Regions from separate parts of the Mus musculus genome. Here region 2 is linked to region 1. A link is a contact called in public Micro-C data. All regions are on one chromosome and are shown on one strand. Each heading gives the region's core, a stretch centred on a gene start, on an enhancer-like site or on the middle of the called end of the contact. The rest is flanking DNA. Distances are from core to core; before and after follow the strand shown. Region 1 holds the start of Tlx2 (T cell leukemia, homeobox 2). Region 2 holds the start of Emx1 (empty spiracles homeobox 1).

Region 1 (4,866 bases), core at 775-3,274:
GGTTCTCTTTCTAGAGTGTATCTTCTGGGTATATAAGAATCTATCTTACCTATAGCATAAGTGCGTTAAAACTCAAGATGGAGAGTCCGCAGATTGGGCAGGAGACAACTGGAGACTGAGGCTAGAAGGAATCCTTAGTTATTGTTTTACAGATGAGGGACGAGGTCCCTGTCACAGTAGGCCACATTCTCTACTGCCAGCGCCTCTTCCATTACCCCTCCCCCGCTGTCCTTTGATATCTGCCTTTACACCAGCTCTGTGGTCCCTTCCCAGCAGGACCTGAGCTCTGAGCCCACTCAGGGCAAAGTCGCAGCCTTGCAGGGTCCCTGCTTCATCCACAATCCTGCAGGTTGCTCTTGCAACCCACATCTCAGCGGGGTTTTTTTTTTTAAACAAAACAAAACAAAACCTTGAAGGGCGGAGTCAGAGTGTGGGCCAGGGGCCACTGATGACCAAAGAGCCTCAGAGGACGGCCGCGGGCCGCGGGCCTTCTGCTCCTCACTCTTCGCTGGCGGTACGGCACCCGGCCACGTTGGCGCTCGTCGGGCAGGTGTCGGTCACACCACCGAGGCGAGCCCGGACACCGAAGCCACCTTGTTGTCTTCCGCCCAGGGCTGCAGATTCTGCAGCGCGAAGAGCGACGAGTTGTGCAGGCAAAGCGGGTCCGGTGGCAGCGGTGGCCGCAGCGGCCGGGGCAGCGCGTCTTGCTGCAGGTGCAGCAGCAGGCGACCAGCGCGGTGCCGCTCGGCCTCGCGCTCCTCCGCGGTCTGGCGCCTGGGCGAGCGGAGAGCCGGGGTCAGCGGGCGTCCCGGTCCTACCCCGCCACTCGGCCCGCCCGCGCCCCGCGCCTCACCGCCACTTGGTGCGTCGGTTCTGGAACCAGGTCTTGACCTGCGCGTCCGTCATGCGCAGGGCCTTGGCCAGCGCCGCCCTCTCTGCGGAGGCCAGGTACTTCTGGCGCAAGAAGCGGCGCTCCAGCTCCAGCACCTGCGAGCGGGAAAAGGAGGTGCGCGGCTTCTTGCGCTTCGGGGGGGTCCGGTTTTGGTAGGGATGGCCTATGCGACGTGTCCCAGAGAAGGGCGAGAGCGCAGCTACGGGACGGAAGAGCAGGGCAATGTTTGGGGGTAGTCCGAGGTGAGACTGAGAAGAGAGTCCCTAGTCCTTATCGGGGTTCCTCCCCCAACCACAGAAGCCTCATCAAGAAAGGGCTTAGGAAGAATCGGGGTCCTCCCAAACTTCACCCTGCCCCTCCTCGCCGTAGGCACGGTGGGACTGCAGAGGCAGGGGTGCATGCACCCGACGACAGCAGCTCTCTCCTTACTGCCTCTCTGCTGTGGGACCGAGAACTGTGGGGTCGGGGAGGGTCCACGCGGATGAACAGAGGGGAGAGATAACCGGGCAATGGGGTTGGAGCAGAAAATGGAGAAGCAAAGAAATGGGGTCGCGGGGGAAGGACACCGAGGGGTAGGGCAATCTCACCCGTGAGCCTGTCCTTTGCAAAGCGGCGGCCGCTGTCCATCCAGGGGAAGGTGAGTCCCGCTAGGCCCCCGGCGCCACCCAAACCAGAGGGTCCGGGCACGGCGGGGGCCGCACCCGAGGGTGGCGGCACGGGCAGCGGGCGGTGCGCGGGGACGCGGATCACGCCGCCGGGGCCCACTCCCGAGCCTCTAGGCAAGGAGGCCAGCGAGCCGGCTGGAGCATAGCCCGAGGCTCCGTGGAATCCACTGGAAAACGCCGCACTTTCTCCGTGGCTCTGGCCCGACTGACCGGGACCCAGACCGCCCCCCGGGGGTTCGGGACCGCTCAGGATCTGATCGATGCCGAAGCTGATGGGTTCGTGGTGCGGAAGGTGGTGCGCAGCCAACACCGCGGGCTCCATGGGTCCAAGCCTGAGAGGTTGGATGACTGGAAAAGGTGTTTCTGACGGCTGCGGGAGCCCGGCGGCGGCGCGCTCAGGGCAGAGGCTTCAGGGGCCCGCGGGGCTGGCCACGGCCATGCGCCGGGGCCCCCGGGACAGCAACATCCCTGTGCACAGGGCGCAGCCGCGCGTGTGCCCGCCCCTCCCGGGAGTCCGCTCTGGGACTCGCATCCCGAAGGAGCGCGGCGGGCGGGGGTCGCAGTAGCGCAGGTGGACGCTAAGTTGCCCAGGCCGCTGCCCGAGTCCGGTGTGGAGAGGGGTGGCCAGCTCAGGCAGGGGCAGTGACTCGGGTGGGCAGAGGGGGCTGAGGGAGGGCAGGGGCGGGGCCCCGCTGTTAAAGGGGAAGGGATGGCTGGATGTGCCTGGTGCAGGCAGAGGAGGGCGCGGGTATCAGGAAGGCGCGGTGCGCGGGAGGGGCCGCTGACTCAGCCGGGATGCTCGAGCGCCCGCATCTTCGCCGGCCTCCGCCTTCGGACTGGCTCCCGGGTTCCTCGGCAGGGACTTCTCTCCCCAGACCCCACTCTTCGCCTCCCGATGGGTGCCGCTGGCCAGCTCCTCGATTCGTTGTGGCCCCCACCCAAATGCCCTCTGAGACCAAATCTCGTTGTGGCTACCTGGCTCTGCAAGAAGCGGTTGGGGAACGGCGATTCGCGATCTGGAGTCCCAGGAACAGGCCAGGTGTAGGAAGCAGACGGTAGCAGGGCGCGTACGGTGGGCTCGGGCAGGAAACGAACATCTGAGCTTGGAGTCGTGGTACACCTCCTGGCTTTTTCTGTGCCACTCCCCACCTTACTGGTCTTGGCCGACCAAGAATTAGTACCCTGTTTCTTAGAATTTCGATTTTCTGAAATTGCTGTAAATCGGACCCGTGTCTCAAACGGACCAACCCGGGCCTCCACCGCGGGATTCCACTTCTCTAATTCGCATCTTGGAAAGCTATCCTCACACACTATCCTCCCTTCTCTAAGGCGAAAGGGCTACACTGGGGAGTCGCTGAGGCCTTGGGAGGCTCCGAGCGCCGCACCCTTACAGACACTTTACCCCACCCAAGCATCAGAAAATGAGCCTGGAGCATGCCAGCCAAGGAAAGTGGGAGAAGGCTGAAGCGTCTTGGTGACCTTATGACCTCTGGGCGCGGACCCAGGAGCGGGGAGAAAGTGACCTCCAGGTCCCTCCCCGGGATGGGACCCCTGCCGGGCGGGCCCCAAAGCCGAAGACACGCCCCTGCCGCCACCCTGCCCGGTGCAGGCCGCCATAATCGGGTTAGCTAGGCCGGAATTACATTACCTTCCCCAGCCCGCCCCGGCCCTGGGGGGGGCCCTGGCGCCTCCGAGCCGGTGAGACTGGGCCCAGGGAGGGGGGCAGAGGGTGGGCACGGAGGCGCTGCTCAGCCTGGCTTGGACACGTCCTGGCCAGAAGACCCCGCCCCACTATGACAGGCCTGGACCCTCACTCCTACCCACTTCAGGGTTCAGCTCTACCCTATGGCTTTCCCGTGTGAAGCGAAGTGCCTAGCAAGCATAAACTCGTTGGGACTACTGTTCTAGTTGTTTCTCTAGGATCCCCCAGGGAAAGGCGCCCCTCCTTTCTCCCAGCAGATGGGCTGGCAGCCTGGCGCCTGGGGCAGGGTGAAGGGGTCTTTTCTCTCCTGGGAACCAGGATATTTGGGCATCTGGACAGGAACATAAAAGTAGATAAAAGTACCCCCTCCCCCAGTGTTCTCAGAAGCCTGCGGGGTGGGAGTGGAGGTGCAGATAGTGGTTAGGGGCTCAAGAGGACATTAATACTGTGCAGGAGCCAGTTCCCATTTTGGCCACAGTATCCTTCTCAGATATTCCTTCCACCTTTCTGGTCACAGGGTGGGAGGTAGAGGGGACAATTTGGCAATGGTGCTTTCTATACCCCCTAGAGAACACTTTCATTTCCCCTCCCTTGGCAGAGCCCTCCCTGTTCTGAGCTGCAGGGGGGGAGGCTACACGGAACTTGAAGCCTAAATCAAGCCAAAGTGGAGCACTGGATGGGAGCCTAGGCTTGCAGGTGGGCTAGGAGGGTGAGCGTCCCTGGGGAAAGAGACCGTGTCTCTCACCAATCTCAATAAATCCTTTTGAACTGTTCAAAGGATGAATCAGTGAATGAGAAACAGGCAGTAGGTGAAGATCTGGATGAATGTCACCTTTGAAGTCTGCGCAGGTGGCACCGCCTCACCCCCACCACTCCCCCCATTGATGACCCTTTGAGAAGAATGGCCACAAAGGGCGGCTGTGCTTACAAATCTGGGAGTTAATGAGAAAACTGTCTAGTACCTGGCTGTAAGGACGGAGGATAAGATATTTTGTCAGCCACAGGCCCAACCAGGAGTCTCTCTTCCTGCACCCATCTCTACTTGAATGGTTCCTGCTAGTTCAGGTTGAAGATGGGGCTTCTGGGTAAGTGCGTCCTCCTGCCTATCATATGTGTTGTGACTCACACCTCGAAGTGTTTTCTTTTCCCTTCTTTCTCCCCTACCTCCTTTTTAATGTTTGGGGTTGTGTCTTGCTATATAATCTAAGCTGGTTTTAAATTCTCCATCCACCTACCTCTTCTGTCCTCCTGGACCCTGGGCTTCCAGACCTGCACTGCCATGTACAGTCACCCCAGAGTCCTGGAGTCCTTGAGCCTTTGAGGCCGCAGCCTCCGGGGAAAGAAGCCGAGTGCTCACCTCATCTCCATCCTTCCCCGTCTCCCCAGTGTTGTTCTTCAAGATGGCTCCAACTCTTATGTCACCATCCCTGACATCAGCTTAGCCCTTCCTACCCTGAGTTGCCTGACTTCTTAATCCTTTGCTCTATCCATTGCTGCTGCCTCCACTTCCTCCCCCGAAGCTGTTCTGGTGTTAACCCAGTGGAGGGTGGGTTTTCGACACCACCGCTGGCCTTTTTTTTTTTTTTTTTTTTTTTGAGGGTTGGGGT
Region 2 (4,889 bases), core at 1,027-3,526, 2.1 Mb after region 1:
CCAGAAAGGGGGCCTGTTCTGTCTCCCCCATAGAGCCCAACACTTGGTTGTCCCCAGAGCTTAAGCCTAGACAGTTTTACTCAATGGAAACTCCGTTTCTGCCCAGACCTTGCTCCAAGGAGACCTTCTTCTGATGCCCACCTCTGCCACTTTAGTGATCAACACCCCCACCCCGCCCTGCCATCCAGTATGTGGCAAAGGAAAAGAGGGAAAGATTGATCCTTATGTGGACAGAGGAAGCAGGAGTTGAAAAGGGACGATCTGAGTCAGGTATCGGGTTGGGGGAGTTGGCAAAGCATCATAAGAAGTTGCAGAGATCCGGAGAAGGCAGGGTGAGACAGGGTGAGTAGCGCGAATCTGGTAAAGAGTGGGAAACCCAAGTATCTGGTCCTGGGTCACCCAGGACGGGAAGGGCTGCAAGGTGCGGTCCTCTTTCAGCCCCCTCTCGCCGCCTCCTCCCCATCTCGCCCACGGGGGTCGGAATGGTACAGGCTTGCGGGGGCTTTTCGGAGCAGTGGAGTGGAAAATAGACTTTAACCCGCTTTGTAGCAGCGAGGGCGCCCCGAGCGCTTCTCCAGACCAAGGCTCCGGGCATTTCGGCGGGCCGCTGCAAGACCTGGCCTGGAGTCCCCATAGTTGTAGGGGGTGTAGACCCCACTGCCCTTCGGGGTTCTGGAGGCCCAGCTAGGAGGTAAGCGTTTGGGTTTTGCTGTGGCCAGTTGGACTCACCAGGGCAGCGTCAAAAAAGGAAAATTATCTTCGCCCTCCTCCTCTCCCGCCATATGCGACCAAGGACTGACTGGGTCTGGACCTCCTAACCAAGAGACCCCTTAGGCCACAGTACCCTGGAAGGTTGGGGTAGATAGATTACAGAGTACAGGTTCTAATGGTCAACCGCCTTCTTGCCCTCCGGACTTAGTGCCTGCATTGGAAACTAACTTGAGCAGATTGGGACACTGGCCCGCGGTCGCAGGTCGCAGGTCACACGTCCAAGAAGCTAGGATGCCACTCCCCTCCCCCCAAGGACCACTGGCCTGTCCTCTGGAGAACCACGCGAACAGCAAGGCCAGCTCCAATTTAGAATGCAGTGACCCAAAGACCCCATTTTGGCCTTGTCGTCCAATACTGACGCCCAAGGAAAGGAAATCACTCTGAGCTTAAGCCCCGTGGTCCAGTGGGAGATGGTCGCAGCGCGAGGGAGGGAGGGGGAAGGCTGGCAAAACCGCTGCATTGGAACCCTTGCGAACTGCCGCGGGAGAGCTGCGGAGTGATGGGTTATGTCGCTCCTCCCCGGACAGTGCGAACCTGGCCCCTGAGAAAAGAATGCATATCCTGTTTGAAGCACTGTTCCCCAAATCCATAAAAATGTGAAATTTCAGAAACATAACCGCAGCTTCAGAAAACAGCTCCGGAGGCTGATGGTGGGTGAGGGGAGAGCTCTCTTAGGTTAGGCGAACGTAGACCAGGTTCTCTGGAGAATCTAGGCTGGACCCCAAACACCCATCCTAAGCTTGTATCCAAGTTCTCTAAGAACTGAAACGACATCCCAGGGCGAAGGGAGGGGGTTCAACTGAGGTACGTGCTTGAAGAGGGTTTGGTATATTTCCTCAAGCCCAGGCTTTGTAGATGTCCCCCTCAGAGCAGAGTGTGGCGGAGGCTAAAGGACCAAGTCAGAAAATCAAGATGCAGAGTGGAGGGTAGGAGGAGGACACTAGATCAAGCACCAATGCTCCAGTCCGGCTTTTGCCTCCGACTGGGGACCGTATTCCCCCACCCGCCATCCATCGCCCCGCCCCGCCCCGCCCCCCACCTTGGGGCAGGTGAGCGGTGGCCAATGGGGGAGCGCGGGGCAGGTGCCCGCTAACTCTCTCCTCGCAGAGCTGCAGCCCAGGCCTGGCCCGGCAGAGCTAGAAAGATCACGGGCGGTGGTCGGTCACAGCTTGATTAGTAAGGGAGAGATCCAGGAGGACCGCTGAAGCGGCTCTCAGTAGCACAGGCAGCCCGCGCCCGGGCGTTTGAGAGGAGCTGCCTGCTGGGCCGCGGGGACCACGCTCCAGGCGGTGCGCAGTGGCCCAACTCGGTGTTAGGGCTCTCGCACGCCCCTCGCCGCCCCGCTCCTGGCTGGTCCGCAAGGGCCGAGCGCGGGCGGGTGGGCGGGCGGGGGAGGTGAAGGGTGCGGGCGTGAGTGCATGTGCCAGGCTTGGTGCACACCCCGCACGGCGGCAGCGCCGGGGCACCGAGCGTTCCCCAGAGCCCCGCTACCTCACTCCGCTTCGGCGGCCGCGACGATGTTCCAGCCCGCGGCTAAGCGGGGTTTCACCATAGAGTCCTTGGTGGCCAAGGATGGTGGCACCGGCGGGAGTCCTGGCAGCGGGGGCGCGGGCTCCCATCCACTGGCTGTGGCCGCATCAGAGGAACCGCTCAGGCCCACGGCGCTCAACTATCCTCACCCCAGTGCGGCCGAGACGGCCTTCGTGAGTGGCTTCCCTGCCGCTGCCGCTGCGGGCGCCGGCCGCTCGCTCTATGGAGGGCCGGAGCTGGTGTTCCCAGAGGCCATGAACCACCCGGCTCTGACGGTGCACCCGGCACACCAGCTGGGCTCCTCCTCGCTGCAACCCCCTCACTCTTTCTTCAGCGCCCAGCATCGGGACCCTCTCCACTTCTACCCCTGGGTGCTTCGGAATCGCTTCTTTGGCCACCGCTTCCAGGGTGAGTGTCCATGCCGTGTTCGTGACCCGGGGATGCGGGGGGAGGCTAGGCGCGGCGGCGGGGATGTTCAGAAGTTGTGGGGGGACAAGGCTTAGGGATCAGCCTGGACTGTGCGCAGGCGATTAGCCTGTGGTCTGCTGCGTTGGTCTCCCACCCAAGAAGTGAGGTTGGGACCGCCACGCTTTTCAAGGAATAAAGCCAATTGGAATAGAAGGCCGAGAGCATCCTAGGAGCTTTTTCAGACCCTCCAGTGGCCAACCTTAATCTCCTTTCCGACTAAACCAGTCCCAACCCTGAAATGCTGGCCCTCTGCCCTTCCCGCGCCAGAGCTCTGAGCTGTGACCATACTTCGCTCTTTTGGTCACCACTACTCTTGGCGCGTCGGGGCAGGGGAAAGTCCACCTGCATTCGCTGGCTCTGTGAGAAGCAGGGCAGCGTGGTGCGTTCACTCGGATTTCTTGGGACGTTTCTCAGCAACCTTGGCCAGACTTTTCCCAGTTACATGTGCCCTCTCCGACCCAAAGTGGAAAAGGCTTGCGAAAACAAACCGGCTTTCTTCACCACTGACCTCCTCCAGGAGCCCACCCGGTTGCTAGAGCTCAGGACAGTCCTCTTGAGAGGGGTAGTGGCAGAGGAGGGCTTTTAAGGTCATATCTAGTCTTACCCCACCCCGTCTGCAGCCGCATCTGGTTTGCTAATTAAGACCCCTCCAAAAGCTTTAAACACGCACAAACACACACACACACACACACACACACACACACACACACACACACACACCAGTTATCTGACTTTCCTAAAGAGAGAGAGAGAGAGAGAGAGAGAGAGAGAGAGAGAGAGAGAGAGAGAGAGTTGTGTCCAGTGCAGATAATTTTCTTCCTTGGATGTGCAGTTTTCTTTTCTTTCATTAAAAGAAAATTTTGGCCTTGATTCCTATAGCAATTGCTTAGTTCCCACTTTGATATAGACTTTATTTACAGGTAAATTTAGCGTTTCATAAAACAGCAGCTCCAGGAGCTACACTGACATTGAGCCAGAGCTACGCGGCCAAAGAGAATCTGATATGTGATACAATTATTTATATGATAAAAGGAAAAATGTCTTGAATCTTTAGCTATAGTCGCTTGACTGACTTGGAGAAGGCTATTTAGAGAGGGCCCGATTTATCAATGACCCCCGCTCTTCCCTGGCCACTACATACAGAAATTCCCGTGGATCCAATAGTGTGGTTACTTCGGCGCCTATGTTTGTGGGTATATTTTTCTCCTCAAAAAGTGTGCGCAGGCGGGAGCGGAAAAGCCTAAGGTATTAGCTGCTTTAGGTAACATTTCCCGTCACTTAACACCAATGCTTACTACTAAAATGAGGTTTTATTCTAATTTAGCCAACTACCCGCGTCCCCCCTCCGGGGGAGGGGGGCTCTATCTTCAGCTTCGCGCCCACTGGCGGAATTTTGATTATTCCAGGATGTGAGCCCACGGCTCAAGGGACCTGGAACCCTTGGTGAAGGATCCGGGACCCTGGAAGACAGGGTGCTAAGGGCTCCTAGCCTAGTCCAGTGCCTCAGCACACTCAAGATGCTTCCTGGATGGGGCTTTTTCGGCCCTTAGTCCAGAATCTCGGAATCTCACGTTTTTCTCTCCACCTTTCACACCTCTGGCCCCGCGCGCTGATCCCGCTCGCCCGAGGCTGGATGTGCCTTTTGAGAGAGATCAGCTCTCGGGCTCCGAGCATCCTCAGCCAAGCGAGGCCAGTATATCCTCCGCAAAACCCTCCAGGAAATTTCCGCTGCTCTCTGAGCCATCGGTCCCAGCGGATACGTTGTGGAGTTACACAAACGGTGGGCTTTTTCTCTCCAGAACCGCGTCTCGACGCGGGGAAGGATCTGAGTGTGACCGCGCTTGCGAACTCGGAAGTCCAATGGGTGCTGATCAACCCTTTCCAACTCCGAAGTGCCATGGCCCTGCAGCCTGCAGACCGGCGACGCTGCCTCTTCCAGATTCCACTGGGTCTCCGGGCTAAGAACCCAGCAGTCCCAGGCCCTCCGGCGCCGTGTTTTCTGGAGAACCGGGTCTCCGCGATGCTCACTTCAGTCCCGTTTTGGTGCAAGAAACGAAACCCTACAAGAACGAAACGGAACCGGCTTACGCGTTCTGTGCGCAGCGCTCCCGGGCAACACG

What was found. Hi-C and Micro-C count contacts between places; a contact is called where the count stands out from the background.
Region 2: a Micro-C map of embryonic stem cells shows a contact between it and region 1, with 8 times the contacts expected there. The contact joins the promoter of Emx1 here to the promoter of Tlx2 in region 1. A contact is called at or near these places in 1 of 39 promoter capture datasets (cranial neural crest), 2 of 484 Hi-C or Micro-C datasets (both in embryonic stem cells) and 1 of 115 datasets of contacts at active chromatin or transcription factors (embryonic stem cells).

What each region holds. Positions count from the first base shown.
Region 1 is chr6:83,068,201-83,073,066 of GRCm38.p6, forward strand. Tlx2 (T cell leukemia, homeobox 2) reads right to left here and starts at 2,025. Exons shown (of 3, transcript NM_009392.2): 1 at 1,480-2,025; 2 at 854-1,091; 3 at 125-774. The coding sequence starts at 1,879. The coding sequence ends at 558.
Region 2 is chr6:85,185,655-85,190,543 of GRCm38.p6, forward strand. It overlaps Emx1 (empty spiracles homeobox 1), which reads left to right and starts at 2,277. Exons shown (of 3, transcript NM_010131.2): 1 at 2,277-2,709. The coding sequence starts at 2,289.